Regions from separate parts of the Sus scrofa genome. Here region 1 is linked to region 2. The links are chromatin contacts, called in public Hi-C maps. All regions are on one chromosome and are shown on one strand. The core of a region is the stretch at or near the end of the contact, and the rest is flanking DNA. Distances in the headings are between cores, read along the strand shown.

Region 1 (3,617 bases), core at 252-2,751, 170 kb after region 2:
TTTCACTGTTTTCAGCATCTCCTGTTCTGAAAGTTTTTAAACATCTAACTATACAAGTTAGAAGCTCCTAGTACATATCTTGTATTTAACAGCATGTAAAAATGGAAACTCTGGAGTTCCCGTTGTGGCTCAGTGGTAATGACCCGACTAGTACCCAAGAGGATGCAAGTTTGATCCCTGGCCTCGATCAGTAGGTTAAGGATCCAGCACTGCCATGAGCTGCGGTGTAGGTTGCAGATGTGGCTCAGATCCTGCGTGGCTGTGGCTGCGGCTGTGATGCAGGCCTGCATCTACAGCTCCGTTTGACCCCTAGCCTGGGAACCTCCATATGCCGTGGGTGCAGCCCTAAAAAGACAAAAGACAAAAAAAAAAAAAAAAAAAAAAGAAACAGTCCTGGGGAGTTCCCGTCGTGGCGCAGTGGTTAACGAATCCGACTAGGAACCATGAGGTTGTGGGCTCAATCCCTGCCCTTGCTCAGTGGGTTAAGGATCCGGCGTTGCCGTGAGCTGCGGTGTAGGTCACAGACGCAGCTCGGATCCCAAGTTGCTGTGGCTCTGGGGTAGGCTGGTGGCTACAGCTCCAGTTAGACCCCTAGCCTGGGAACCTCCCATGTGCCGCGGGAGCGGCCCAAGAAATGGCAAAAAAAAAAAAAAAAAAAAAAAGTCCTGGCAAAGCACAATAAAAGGGTTGCCAGATTAAATATGGTGCCTAGTTAAATATGAACTTTAGATAAACAATGAATAATTTTTTTAGTATAAAATTACATGTACCATACTTGTACTAAATCACTTGCCTTTTATTTGAAATTAAAATTTAACTAGGTGTCCTATATTTTTATTTGCTAATTCTGGCAACCTTAACAATGGATAACAAATTCCAAAGGAAAGTGCTGGACTAGGATTTACAAAGTTATTGACTCAATCTTCTTACTCACTCTGAGAGTACAAAATGGTCAAGGAAAAGAGGATTTTGAGTGTGCTTCTACCCTTCCTTCACTCTAAGAACTTAACACAAGCCTTTAGTTTGGAGGCCCAATAGACAGGGGCCTGATTCTACACCTAAAAACAAACTAAAAAACAAACAAAAAACAAACACAAAAAAATTAAGGCAGATGATTAATTGGCTACCTGCTCTAGTGACAGAAGCAAAGAAAAAGCTGCTGCTACATTGGGATAAGCCTTCAGCCTTAGAGTTTATCTGGACAAAGAAGGCTCAAGTGTTTCCTAGAGATTAGATGAAGGCCACACATACACATATACCCAAGAGAGCTAGCATAGGGCTGTCATGAATTCTGTGCAGAAGAGCTGCCCAAATATGCAAACATACCTCGGCAGAGAGAAGTTGGAGGTATCACAAATGCAAACAACTAGTTGGATTAGAAATGTATCTGCCACGATCAAGAAATCTGCAGATGAGGACTTCCCATCGTGGCTCTGTGGAAAGGAATCCAACTAGTGTTCATGAGGAAGCGGGTCTGATCCCTGACCTTGCTCAGTGGGTTAAAGATCCAGTGTTACCGTGACCTGTGGTGTAGGTCACAAACCTGGCTAAGATCCCGCGTTGCTGTAGCTATGGTGTAGGCCATCAGCTGTAGCTCTGATTTGCCCCATTACCTGAGAACTTCCATATGCGGAGGGTATGGCCCTAAAGAAAAAAGCAAAAAAAAAAAAAAAAATCTGCAGATGAGTGATCTCCAGAGATGATGACTGCCAGCTCACCAAGTACCCCGTGAAAGAGTTAGCTCTAAAAATCTGTCGCATTCAGGAGTCAATGATGTTAGAAGATGCAACGGTAGGGAGTTCCCGTCGTGGCGCAGTGGTTAACGAATCCGACTAGGAACCATGAGGTTTAGGGTTCGGTCCCTGCCCTTGCTCAGTGGGTTAACGATCCGGCGTTGCCGTGAGCTGTGGTATAGGTTGCAGACGCGGCTCGGATCCCGCGTTGCTGTGGCTCTGGCGTAGGCTGGTGGCTACAGCTCCGATTCAACCCCTAGCCTGGGAACCTCCATATGCCGCGGGAGCGGCCCAAGAAATAGCAACAACAACAACAACAAAAAGACAAAAAGACAAAAAAAAAAAAAAAAAAAAAAAAAAGATGCAACGGTAGTAGTCAATGAGAACTTGCTCTTTCTCTTCCCTCTCCTTTTTCAGAGCTCTACCCATAAGAGGTCCAATACTAACAAGCTGGAAAAGTAGGAACAAAAGAAAGCCAGGGAGTTCCCACTGTGGCCCAGTGGAAAACAAATCTGACTAGTATTCATGACAATGAGGGTTTGATCCCTGGCCTCCCTCAGTGAGTTGGGGATCCAGTGTTTCAGTGAGCTGTGGTGTAGGTCACAGACAGGTTGCTGTGGCTGAGGCATAGGCCAGCAGCAGTAGCTCCAGTCTGACCCCTAGCCTGGGAACTATATGCCATGGGTGCGACCCTAAAAAGACAAAAAATAAAAAATAAAAAAAAAATTAAGCCATAAAAGAAGCTGTTCATGTCCTGCTTCCTGCGTCCCTGACTGTAAGTTACAATAATCTAAGCTGAAAGAGAGGAGAACTTGAAAACAAAATTAAGGCTTTATTTTACATGGTACTGGACATTTTAATTACTGACCAGATAAATTTATATTACTAAACTTATATTAATAAAAAGCTTAAATTACTAAACTTTATATTACTAAAGTTACCGTAAATGTTATGGAACCATCTAAGTTTCGTCTAAAGGCAGGGTAAGAATTAGCCCTACTGCGTAACTGTAAATGGATGTACAGTCACTTTGGAAAATAGCTTAGCCATTTCTTATAAAGTAAACATACACTTATCGTACAAACCAGCAATCCTATTCCTGGGTACTTTTCTAAGAGTAATGAAAATTTACCTTTACTCTCCAAACCTGTATATGAATTTTAATGGCAGTTTTATTTATAATTGCCAAAAATTGGAAACACCTCAAATGTCTGTCCCTGACCTGGTGAATGAGTAAAACAAATATAGTACAGCCATACGATAGAATAATACTAGTCAGTAAGTAATAAGAAATGAATTACTGATACACACAACGCGGCATGGGTGAATCTCACATGAATTATGCCAAGTGGAAAAAGCCATATTCAGAAGTTACATACTAGGAGTTCCCATTGTGGCTCAGCAGATTCTGAACCCAGCTACTATCCATGAGGATGCAGGTTCAATGCCTGGCCTCACTCTTCAATCCTGGGTTAAGGATCCAGTGTTGCCATGAGCTGTGGTGTAGGTTGCAGACATGACTCTGATCTGGTGTTGCTGTGATTGTGGCATAGGCCATCAGCTGTAGCTCTATTTGACCCCTAGCCTGGGAACTTCCATATGCTTCAGGTGCAGCCCTAAAAAGCAAAAAAAGTTACATACTACATACTTTCATTTATATGACATTATGGAAAAGGGAAAACTATAGGGACTGCAAATAGATTAGTGGGATGTATTCGTCAGGACTCAGAACTATATCCTAAAGAGGTTGAATGTATATACATTACACTAAAAAAAAAAAAAAATCTTAAAGTGCCTTGATTCTGAATCCTTCCAAGCAGTAAACTGGAAGTAAGAGCCTCCCTAAGTTTGTAGGATTTAGCATGAGGAAGAAGTGAGTTGTTA
Region 2 (3,770 bases), core at 233-2,732:
TGATGAGTTGTGTACATGCTCAATTTGAAGTACGTACGGAACATTGAAATGCAACAGTTTAGCAGGCAAAAAAACTTGGAAAAGGGGCTTAAGATACACATACACGATGACGATGACACGAGAAAGAAAGAAGAGAGAGAGAGAACAAGAATACAGGTGGGAGCTAAAATTGAGGGTGGACGTGACTGCATAAGAAAGGAATACAGGAGTTCCCGTTGTGGCTCAGCGGTTAACGAACCCAACTAGTATCCATGAGGATGCGGCTTTGATCCCTGGCCTCGCTCAGTGGGTTAAGGATCTGGTATTGCCGTGAGCTGTGGTGTAGATCGCAGATGCTGGTCGGATCTGGTGTTGCTGTGGCTGTGGTGTAGGCCAGCGGCTGCAGCTCTGATTCAACTCCTAGCCTGGGAACCTCCAGAGGCCGCGAGTGCGGCCCTAAAAAGCAAAAAAAAGAAAGAAAGGAAGGAAGAAAGGAAGGAATATAAACGGAACAGAGAGCCAAGGTCAGAATACTGGGAAACATCAACATAAAAGGTGAATTTAAGGACCAAGAAGGCTAGAGGTCAAGTCCTATCACATGAGGCAGAGATTAAAAAAAAAAAAAAAAAAAAAAAAAAAAGACAAGGATTTCAGTATCCACTGGATTTGACAGTTCGGAGATCAGTGGTAAACGTCACCAAAATAATGCCGATAAAATAGAGACTCTAAAAGATAGTAGTGAGTTACAGCAGTGAAAGATGTGAGGAGGAGGAAGAAGTGTTTGGGAAACATGATAACAATTACACTACAGAAACCCTGCACAAGAAAGAAGTGGAAATGCTAAGACTCTCGAGAATCTTGACTAAGAAGAGAAAGGAATGCCTTCAACTTTCTGCCAGAACCACTCCACCTAAAACCAATATCCTTTATTGCTTTTTTTTGGACATGGCATTACAGAGGCTTGATATGGTATCTCAGTTCCCAGACCAGGAATTGAACCTGAGCTGCAGAGATGAAAGTGCTGAGTCCTAACCACTAGATCACCTGAGAACTCCCTCTTTCTTTTTTTTCTATTATCTTCAGTTTCGTTCTCTACTTATCAGACCTTAAACATGCCAAGTTTTCCCATCGGAAAACAGCTCTTCCTGTCCCTCACATCCTCTGGCTCTCACCTAACTCACAACGAATGTTCTTGAGAAAAGTTCTCTCCTCATGACTTCTTTTCTAACGCCCACTCATTCCTCAACCCTCCTCTCTCTGGCTTCAGTCCCCAACTCCACCAAAGATGCTTTTGCCAAAGTTGTTAATGATTTCCTTATTGTGAAATCTGGTGGATGCTCTCCAGGCTGGTATCTTACCTGACCACTCAGTGCCATCTGACATTATTGAGCAGGATCCCCCCTTGAAATGCTTTTTTCTCTTAGTTCCCTTTATGTCACACTCTTCCTACTTTTCTCGCCCTAGCTCTCTGGCAGTACAACTAGACTTGTTGGTATGCACTGCTGGTTGAGTCACCTTGGACAAGTTACTTTCTCCTTGTTTCAGTTTCCTCATCTGCAAAATGAGAGTGACAATAGTATCTCCCTACTTCATCGAGTTACCATGAGGAGTCAATGTTTATTACTTAGAGAAGTTCCTGGGACAAAGTACTTATTAAATGCAAATTACTGGCATTATCAAATACTGTACAGCTGTCATATCTTTTATCTTCTTTCGGGTTTCTTTTTCCTCTGTCTTCTCCTAAAACATAGTGTTTCCTCAGAGTTCTATGCAGATTCTTACCTTACTCTACACATTCACCCTGGGTGATCTCATTCAACTACAGCAGAGGGTCTCAAAGTATGGTCCACAGACCCCAGACCATCCCTGAGATATTCTCTGGGAGCCCATAAAGTCAAAACTATTTTTATAATATTAAGACACTATCTGCTTTTGTTATGGTTTTGACACTTGCAGTGATGGTGCAAAACAATGGTGGGTACACTTATGGCCCCTGAGCACAAATCAGGGCAGTTTTATAGTGATTATTCTCTTCTTCCTTGCTATATCCTCTTAGTTTAAATAATAATAATAATAAAGGAGTTCCCCAGTGGCTCAACAGGTTAAGGATCTGGCCTTGTCACTGCTGTGGCTCGGTTTCCATTCCTGGCGCTGGAATTTCACAGGCCTTGTGGCCAAAAACAAAACAAAACAAAACAAAAGCCAGTTTCTAGTACTAAAGAATGTCCTTGATGAAGCAATATAAATGATTAATTTTATTAAATTCCAACTCTTGATTACATTTTTAAAAAGTATTCTGTGATAAAATGCGAAGTACACAGAAAGTACTTCTACTGCATATACCAAAGGATATGGTTGTGTCAAGGAAATGCACTTGTTTGACTGAGCTGTATGCTAGACTAAATCACTTTTTTCAAAGAACACCATTTTTACCCCAGAGAATGACTGACAAATCATGGTTATTCAGAAACTGGATTATTAAGAAACATTTCTTTAAAATGAAATAAGCCTGTCATTTCAAAAAAACAAACATTCTTGCCATTGATAAAATTCAAGCTTTCACATGAATGCTAGAATTTTAGAGACCTAGGAGTTCCCACTGTGGCTCAGCGGTAACGAACCCAACTAGTATCCATGAGGACGCAGGTTTGATCACTGCCCTCACTCAGTGGGTTAAGGATCCAGCATTGCTGTGAGCTGTGGTGTAGGTTGCAGACACACACAAAAAAGAATTTTAGAGACCTTATATCTGCCTTTGAGCTTGACAATGTCCCAATACTTCTGGAATTTTTTATAAGATAGTTATGATGAGATTAACTGTGTGATTGGTTTTGGCCATGCCCATGCTGCACGCAGAAGCTCCAGAGCCAGGGATTGAACTTGTGCCAGCAGCAACCCAGGGAACTCCTAACTGTATGAATTTAATACTGTATAATGAAATGTACTGACATTTAGGAGATCTGTGTAATTCAGTGAACCAGTATTTTTGTTATTTTAGGGCCTTACCTGCGGCACATGGAAGTTCCTAGGCTAGGGGTCAAATTGGAACTACAACTGCCAGCCTATGCCACAGCCACAGCAATGCTGGGTCTGAGCTGTGTCCATAAGCTACACCACAGCTCATGACAATGCTAAATCCTTAACCCATTGAGCAAGGCCAGGGATCAAACCCGCATCTTTGTGGATACTAGTCGGATCAGTTTCCTCTATGCCACTATGGGAACTCCCTGAGTAAATTCTTAAGAAGACAGGATTTGCTATCTATAAGCAAACATTACATGTTGTATACACTTGGTGTATACATATATATGCCTGCGTGTATGAGGTACTGCATTTCTCAAGGATACCTATACCACCTTGCATGGTCTGTATGTAAGTAATCTTTGTAGACCTTTTTGAGGATGATTTTATTTTTAATTGGCAGATCTGCTCTTAAAACAAAACAGAAACAGACTTAAAAAAAACAAAAAGGGAGTTCCCGTTGTGGCTCAGTGGTTAGTGAATCCGACTAGGAACCATGAGGTTGCGGGTTCGATCCCTGGCCTTGCTCAGTGGGTTAAGCTGTGTGAGCTGTGGTGTAGGCTGCAGACGCGGCTTGGATCCCGCATTGCTGTGGCTCTGGTGTAGGCCGGCAGCAACAGCTCTGATTAGACCCCTAGCCTCGGAACCTCCATATGCTGCAGAAGCGGCTCAAGAAAAGGCAAAAAGACAAAAACAAAACAAAACAAAACAAAAAGAACTTCTATGACATATACTGTCCTAAACCCGATGCCATAGATTTATACCAGACT

What was found. A called contact is a pair of places that touch in the nucleus more often than the background predicts.
Region 1: a Hi-C map of liver shows a contact between it and region 2, with 2.3 times the contacts expected there. The contact joins two enhancer-like sites. A contact is called at or near these places in 3 of 47 Hi-C or Micro-C datasets (embryonic fibroblasts and liver) and 1 of 2 datasets of contacts at active chromatin or transcription factors (alveolar macrophages).

The regions. Positions count from the first base shown.
Region 1 is chr5:16,228,215-16,231,831 of Sscrofa11.1, forward strand. All of the region lies in intron 2 of LARP4 (la-related protein 4), which reads left to right. Among named protein-coding and RNA genes, the nearest start is that of FAM186A, 51 kb to the right of the region's middle. Within about 2 kb of position 1,502, at least 6 of the 83 cell types and tissues checked have an H3K27ac peak or open chromatin away from gene starts, as enhancers often do. A contact at or near this core is called in liver, where this site is marked.
Region 2 is chr5:16,057,044-16,060,813 of Sscrofa11.1, forward strand. All of the region lies in intron 1 of CERS5 (ceramide synthase 5), which reads right to left. Among named protein-coding and RNA genes, the nearest start is that of CERS5, 11 kb to the right of the region's middle. Within about 2 kb of position 1,483, at least 5 of the 83 cell types and tissues checked have an H3K27ac peak or open chromatin away from gene starts, as enhancers often do. A contact at or near this core is called in liver, where this site is marked.